Regions from separate parts of the Arachis hypogaea genome. Here region 2 is linked to region 1. The links are chromatin contacts, called in public Hi-C maps. All regions are on one chromosome and are shown on one strand. The core of a region is the stretch at or near the end of the contact, and the rest is flanking DNA. Distances in the headings are between cores, read along the strand shown.

Region 1 (4,110 bases), core at 1,168-3,667:
TAGTTACAATTCAGTGATGTTGGGTTCAATGGACTGTGTGTTGAGGCTAATATCATTCATTGAGACATTATATCAAACATTTGGTAGGCACAAATTAATATTAAAGCTTTTGAGGGCAAATACCAAACCTAGATTATGTTGTTTTTAAGGAAAAGGTAAATGATTATTTTCCTTGTCACTTGCTGCTGCAAAGGTGAAGATCCACTTCCTCCGAGAATGTCTCTCTCTAAGTTTTGTTGCAACTTGCAACACACAAACAGGAGAGAGAGAGAGAGAGAGAGAGAGAGAGAGAGAGAGGAGAACCTCAGTGAATGACACGTCAGAGAATTAAGGCCTGTGGGCCGTAAATTGGGTGATTTTCTTTTTTGTATACTGGGCTCATTGGTTACTTTACTTTTGTTATGTCCAAAAACCTTAAAGCACAATTCCTAGTTTCCAACTTTTGTTATTTTAAAATTTAAATCAAGGTTCTGAGAACCGGACCGATCATCGAACCATTCTAATCATTGGTTCATTGGTTTACTGGTCCAACCAGTCCAACCGTGGTTCAACCGAAAAACCGTTTTAGAATAAAATAATAAATAAATTATAAATAAACATCCTAAAATATAATTATAGTCTAATATAAATCTTAAAATATCTTCCAAATTTAAAACACTACATGAAATGTCATCAACCAAAGCTACATGATCTTATCAAAATACAAACTCAAACGTTAATAAGTAAACAAGACAAGAGAATGTCCTGAAACCAAAAAGTTATAATAACTTTAATAAGGAGATAATTGAGAACCATAGATGGTAAACAAATTCATGTGAATGGTGGTCACTTTATAATAATAAATTAAAGACATTGCACATCATCCTAGCAACAAAATTCTGGTTCCAACAAGACACTAAATCATGTCTTGCAAGTTCAGCACAAAGCTTATGTATATTTGCTAATCTCTCTTTCACATCCCATTACTCACTCCCACAATTCGTTGTATATGATATGATTTCCAAACTCACCTGTTACTCTTGCACAAACTGAATGTCTGATCAAAATGTTTTGTTTATTCCTCTAGTCATTATTCCCCAAGCAATACTAGCAGGTAGGAGTGGGAACAATCCACATCCCTCCACAGTTTCATGGTTTATGTTCTTACTTTATCAATTATAAATTCCTACAAACTTGTTTGGGTAGGAATAATGTAGGATAGACCAACATTTCACTTCAAATTAGTCTATATTATTTTTTATTTTTCAGTTGATGGTTTCAATGTTTACTTCGTGTACTTAATTTGCGTAAAATAAAGTGGCATTCTATCCCCAGAAGCACTTTTCCCACAACTATTTCAGTTCATCAATATTACATTCTCATAATCTGACTATGCAAAATTTTAAATACAAATAATATTCAATTGGGAGTGATCAAGCATACAATCATTTCTGTAGTCAATTTATCAAGCTTCAAGTCCTCAACAGCTTCACAAACTTTAATGTCAAGAACAATCAGTGAAATTAAAAACATGAAGCATAGAATAAATCAAAAGATCACCAATTGCAAATTTTTTAATAAGAACAGAATCTAAGAACAATGAAAAATGAAGAAAGATTACCAGTTTTCAACCCAATTTTAACAAAGCTCATCACAATAATTAACAACAACAAAAAGCACTGAAGGAACAGTGAGTCAGTAACATAGGCAGTGCAAATTTAAAATTTATCATCAAATACAATCAGTGAGCAAAGCCAATCAACCAAGCACTGAATGAGCATTCTCTTCTGATTCTGTGACTGGGAAGCAACAAATTCAAGTTACAGCAACAAATTTAACAAATCCTAGTAAAGTCCCGAATTACAACAACATTCAGATCAGCAACAAGGCAAATTTATTGATTAGCAATTCAGCAACATGCAAAAATACAGGGAGAAGGGAAATCTGGAAAAGAGAGAACAGAGAAGCGATGGTGCACGGACTCACCAACGGTCGACGGCGAGTCGGCTACCACCCCACGGAAGGCGACGAAGCAAGAGACAACCCCACGAGTTGCTTCTGCCGCCGGCGACGAGACAGACGAACCACGAGATGCCAGTGACTGAGACGAGACTCGAGTGAGACTGGGAGGCAGAATCGAGCAAAGCCAACACGACGCGCAGCAACCAACACGCACAGCTCGAGCACTCACTGGCGGAGGGAGGCGCGAGCAGCCGAGCACAGAGGAGAGAGGCGAGATGCGAGCACACGACGCGGAGGATCCGGCGAGAGGCCCGAGAGCACGAAGACGGAAGTTCTTGAGTACGACGGACGGCGCCGCAGTCTCTCACTCCGACAGACGGCGACAACGATTGGTGGAGGCTAGGGTTTGCTTTCTTTGGTGGAGGAAGTAGTTGAGGAAGGAGGGATAACGTGTGCAACTGCAATCCCTTTTTCCCTTTCAAGGAAGGAAACGACGTTTTTTTTTAACCGGCCGGGTTCTGGTCCGGTCCGACCGTCCGGTTCATCAGTTCTCGAGCGATTTTGATTGGGCGGTTTTACACACTGACTCGGATCATTTCTTTGCTGGTTTCTAGTTGAACTGATTCGATCGGTCAGTCCGATTCGATTTTCATAACATTATTCTAAATACTTTATTGAAAGAGTGGTATTTTCTTGACAAAAAAAAAAAAAGAGAAAGAGGTATCTGTTTTCTATTTTTGATTTGGAAATAATAATTAAGTAATTGGCTAACGACAAACCCTTAAATAAATCTCAGTACCACGGCGAATTAGTCCTTAGCCTATCAGGATGAGGATACTGTGAGAAACAAAAAAAAAACGTATTAAGTATTAACAGAGACCTTCATTCAATCTCCTCAATTCATTCAATGGTTCAATACAAAAGTTATATTATTTATTTATTTATTTATATAAAAAATATTATATATACACAAAAAATTAATACCAATTTAGTAATATTTATTTATGTATAAATATATGTGGTGTTTAATTTATTTTTAATATATATTTTATATTGCAATATGTATGTTGTATAGATGATTAATTTTTTGTATATACCTAATATTAGGGCTGGAAGTAAGTCAAGCTAGCTCATCGAGCTCGACTCGTTAATAGCTCGATAAGCTAAGCTCGTGAGCTAATGAGCCAAGCTTGAGATTGGAATTGAGCTCATAAATTAAATGAGTCGAGCTTGAGCTTGGATAAGCTCAGCTCATTAGCTCGTGAGCTGACTCGATTATATATATATAATTATTAATACACATATCCTATATGCATTTAATCAATATTTTGAATATTATATATATACATATGACATAGTACTATATAATTATATATATTAATGATCTTACTTATTTAAAATTTCATATTTATTTTTTACATATAATTTTGATATAGGACATAAATAAAAATTTTATAATTTATTGATAGATAACAATATATAAAATTGATTTTTTTAATATTTTTTAAAATATATAAGTTATAATTTATTGATATAGAATTATAGATTATGTATTTATGTTTCTATTATTTGAGCCAGCTCGTGAGCTTTTGGTGAGACGAGCTTGAGCTTAAGAAATAGGCTCGATTGTTTATTTTGAATATTATATATATACATATGAAATAGTACTATATAATTATATATATTAATGATCTTACTTATTTAAAATTTCATATTTATTTTTTACATATAATTTTGATGTAGGACATAAATAAAAATTTTATAATTTATTGATAGATAACAATATATAAAATTGATTTTTTTAATATTTTTTAAAATATATAAGTTATAATTTATTGATATAGAATTATAGATTATGTATTTATGTTTCTATTATTTGAGCCAGCTCGTGAGCTTTTGGTGAGACGAGCTTGAGCTTAAGAAATAGGCTCGATTATTAATGAGTCGAGTCGTGAACCAAGCTCAATTTTTGTGAGCCAAGCTTGAGCTTGGTCTAGCTCGACTCACTTCCAGCCCTACCTAATATGGTTGTAAGCATATAAATGTCAAACCAGTAAATCTCATAAAAGTTACCATATTCAAAGTTTAAGTAATACCAAAAATTTAGAAGGAAAAAAATGTTCAATCAAACTAAAAAAATTCATATCCAAAATGAACAACTTCTATCCA
Region 2 (4,110 bases), core at 853-3,352, 92 kb after region 1:
TTAGAGTCTCTTTATCCACCACTGAGATAGCCCCTAATATAATACTATCTACCCAATCTAAATCTTTTGGAATATTAGAAGGCATTATTTGAACTACAGAACGAGACATAAAGGTCGTATACCTACAAAATAAAGTAACTACTTATGAAGAGAAAGAAGTCGGTTGCAACATCAATCAACTCGGTATCGTCACCATAGCAAACACAACCAATCTAAGTCATTTTTAATGACTAAAGCCACATCAATGTCTAGAAACGCAAATGACGCACTCATCAGTAGTGATAACAGTATTTTTTGGGAGCAAAAAATGTCCCACAAACACAAGTTCAAGTGAAGTAGTAACATTCAACAAGAAAGCAATACTAAGAATCTCTAAATCATTCTAAAAAAATTCCTTTTCTTGAACATTTTGTCAAAATAAAAAAACAGATAAAAAAAATTCAACCATAGCAAATGAGAAAAAATGAGAAAAAGAACCCACCTGAAATGCTGGAAAGACAAGAGAAGCAAAATAAACACCCAAAAAATTTTGGAAGCACCAAAGCAATGATAAAAAAAATTTCTTGGAAGCAAAAGAATACGGTGGAAAGGGAAGTGATGAAAATGAAGTCACTCTGACAAAAGAAGGAAAGAAACTTAGAGGAAAGCAGTTTCAGTGAAATGTGAAAAATTTTTGTACGGAGAAGGAGAATTTGTATGAAGAAGCTAATATAGTTATAAGGACAAAGAGATAAAATCATCATGCTTTAAATGCTGCACAATTACCAAGGAAAATAAAAAAGTGTGCAAACGATTACAAAAATATGAAATGTTACATCAATCAAAATCACGCCAAGATAACCGACTTCTTCTAATAAATCTCATCGAAAAACCGACTTGAAGTAGTAGCAAAATAATAAGATTTGAGTACCAACTACACGACTCGGTATTATTCATACCCTGACCCACAGCTAATGCCAGTACTAAAAAGCCCAATTCAAAGAATTTAGGAAACATATCTTACTAAGGTTATTCAATTTGACTAAAGCTTGGATCCCTAAGTCCAAACTCGTTTCGACTTGCACGATAAGAAAGTCCTCTCAACTACACTAATGTGCATGTCTACAAACTCGCCCACTATTCGAAATATGAGATAACAACTCCTTCCTAAACAATAGAAAATAACTACCCATCACTCTAAGTAGGAAAGTTCCAAAGTGATAATTAAGTCATCATTCCTATTATATAAATACCTCATCACACACAGATTTTTCTCAACCAACTTAAATATCAAAATTTCTCCCTTACAGATACCATATCAAAATTTCTCCCTTACAGATACCATCCCCATTCTCACTCAGACTTCACCTTACTAAAAAAGACATCTAAGGAGTGGACCTTAGGCCAAATCATGCCAGTCTCACATAATTCACGGAACAGTAGCATTGTACGATAATATATTACCTGTGATTATAAAATTAGAACTGCCTATTAGAATTAAGCAAGCTTTTTAATATATTTTTTCACAACTCTAGGATCATATTTGCACATTTTTGGGTGAATTACAAAATCCATCAAACCATATTTTCAATTTTTTAACTAATTACAAAAATTATTACAATCGTTTCATTTTCACATTTCACATTTGGGGCCTAAAAGGCTAAAGCATCCCTTTTTTTTTTTTAATATATTTTGTGGTATCTTGTAATGTATACTCTTTATTTATAATAGAGCCAAAGAAAGCACAGAATGATGCTGTTTCAAATCTAACTCCTCGAAGTAAATACTTGTTATTGATCACTAGCCGAAGGGTTTAATCCCATTTTGAAATTTATGAAAGGAGATAACCCCAAAACAATAGTAATTCCTTTATTCTGAATGCTCCCTGAAATCTAATTTATGCAGCTCAAACGTGGCGAGACAACTGCGTGGGTGATAGAACACCATTTACCTAAACCAAAAAACTTATGAAACAACTCAGGGACTTGTGCCCAGCTAATGAATATTCCTCTTTTTTTTTTTTTAAATTGTACCCAGATTTTACCATATGATTATTTGGCACACAATTGCTCTAGTTTCTCCAATGTAACACTTTTGGGCCTTTCGAGTGGCATTCCAAGAGCTCGGTCCCATATCAACTGTAATGCACCATAAAGAAGCCATAAAGAAGAGTGATGTTAAGCTTACGCAACACCAAGTCCAAAAAAAAAAAAAAAAAAAAGCTTACGCAACAAAAAAAGTGTATAGCTAACGAAGCACAACTAACCTGAGGGCCAACTCCAACAGCTCGCGACACGCCAAAGAGAACAGTATAATAGCTGCCGAAAATATTCAGCAGATCATCAGATTCACCATTATTGCAAAATGAAAATCATCACAAGTGAAATATGCAAGAGAAGTAACAACGTACTTTTCCTCGGTAAGACCATAGTAGTTCAGTAGCACTCCACTGTGAGCATCAACATTAGGCCATGGGTTTTTAACCTACCACCATAGAATATCTCAAATTTAATCACTATAAAAGGAAAAATTACCTTAATAGCAAGATAGCAAAGAGTACAGCTATATATGGTTCATCAATTAAACTGCGAAAATCATAGTTTATTCAATATATATATATAAGAAAAAGTATAAATAGAACACAGACAGAACAAAACTAAAACGTGAACCAGTGTATCCAGATTCAAGGATCAATCGTGTGGGGCAAGAAATAAGCAAAGTAAATAGAATGGAACAAAAACAGAACTGCATGGTTGCTACAGCTCTCCATCATTTAAATATATATTACCTCTTTCTTTTGAACTAAGAAACTTTAGAAATGAAATTTACCAAGAATGGCGGAGTGATGCCATTGAATTAGAAGTTTCCAAAAGGTCAACAAAGCACTTTAAATTCATTATTCTATGGGAATGCTTATTGATTACCAATAGACCATTGACTACCGTAAGTCATTAAGCATAGACCACCTTGTATCAGAATGTTTATCAAAAGATAACAAACACAACATTACCTTGCCTAACTTGGTGAGAATAGGAGGCACAACCTCTTTTATTTTTGACACCTGAAACAGTGACAGTCAAATTAGATTTTGATGAAACTAGATGTAACAAATGGTATCTAAATGGGGAAAAGAGACGAAACAGTAGCCGAAACTGAGATTTAAATCAAAACCAGTGTGGCCTCCTAAACTATAAAATTTGAGAGAAAAATGAAAGAAACTGTGATAGTATCAAGCTTTCCAGAGAGTTGATTCTCCTATTCCAACAGTTTAAATGATTCCCTCACCATCTCCTGCACCCTAAATATCCTCCTCCCTCGCCTCAATCATGAGAATCCCACCCCCTCCCCCCTAACTTGCCATTTGGAAGGTTAGTTACAACATTTGTTCGCTCATTAACTCCCCTAGTCCCCGTTATCCACTTCCTATGTTTTCTCACATATATATACGCATAAGGTGGTGCTTCCCCTAATATAGCACTATAGCATCCTATGAACCTTCTATCCCACTCCCCTCTTTAAGGTGAGTAATATTATATTACTAAAACGGGAAAGTTCTCCAAAGCAATAGAATAATATTGATATTAGGAAATAAACAATTACCAGCTGGAAATATGGATCATTTGGCAAATGCTTCAAAGCAAACTCCCTCTGGCATGTGTATCTTGGATCTGTTTTGCGCAAAACACCATGTCCGTATCCAGGAATAACCTGGCGATCCAAAAAAGAATAGCCAATACCTATTAACAAATTTCCAATACTTCTCATTGCACTTACTCTAGTTACGAAAACAACCTTTATTTTGGAAGTATAAAAAATTGTCCCCTAGTTCTTTTCAAATATTTTACAGAAACTTCCTGTTAGGAAACACTTGTTTTGTAAGACAAATACAAGGGATCAAGAGAACAAGAGTCAATAACGCTAGATATGAAAATCTAAATGGATTTCTTATCCGCAGCTCTACCTATCAAATTCTTTTAGTTGAAAGGAAAAGAAGAGTAAAGGTTAAAACAATATTAATTGCACGAAGTTTTACCATATAATTTATTCACCAAAATGCCAAATCTAAAGGAAAATGGCTTTCAAAAACACTATTTCGCTTCCCATAATACAAGTTACCACGTCACCTGGCCA

The links. Hi-C and Micro-C count contacts between places; a contact is called where the count stands out from the background.
Region 2: a contact with region 1 is called in a Hi-C map of an unstated tissue, with 5 times the contacts expected there. The contact joins the enhancer-like site here to the promoter of LOC112770638 in region 1. A contact is called at or near these places in 2 of 8 Hi-C or Micro-C datasets (leaf and an unstated tissue).

The regions. Positions count from the first base shown.
Region 1 is chr18:105,881,316-105,885,425 of arahy.Tifrunner.gnm2.J5K5, forward strand. It overlaps LOC112770638, which reads right to left and starts at 2,418. Exons shown (of 4, transcript XM_072226107.1): 1 at 1,966-2,418.
Region 2 is chr18:105,973,674-105,977,783 of arahy.Tifrunner.gnm2.J5K5, forward strand. LOC112770988 (citrate synthase, mitochondrial) reads right to left here. Exons shown (of 21, transcript XM_025815522.3): 15 at 4,104-4,110; 16 at 3,580-3,687; 17 at 2,990-3,040; 18 at 2,390-2,463; 19 at 2,246-2,297; 20 at 2,024-2,117; 21 at 1,733-1,930. The coding sequence ends at 2,031. Among protein-coding and RNA genes, the nearest start is that of LOC112771379, 6.7 kb to the left of the region's middle. Within about 2 kb of position 2,103, at least 2 of the 3 cell types and tissues checked have open chromatin away from gene starts, as enhancers often do.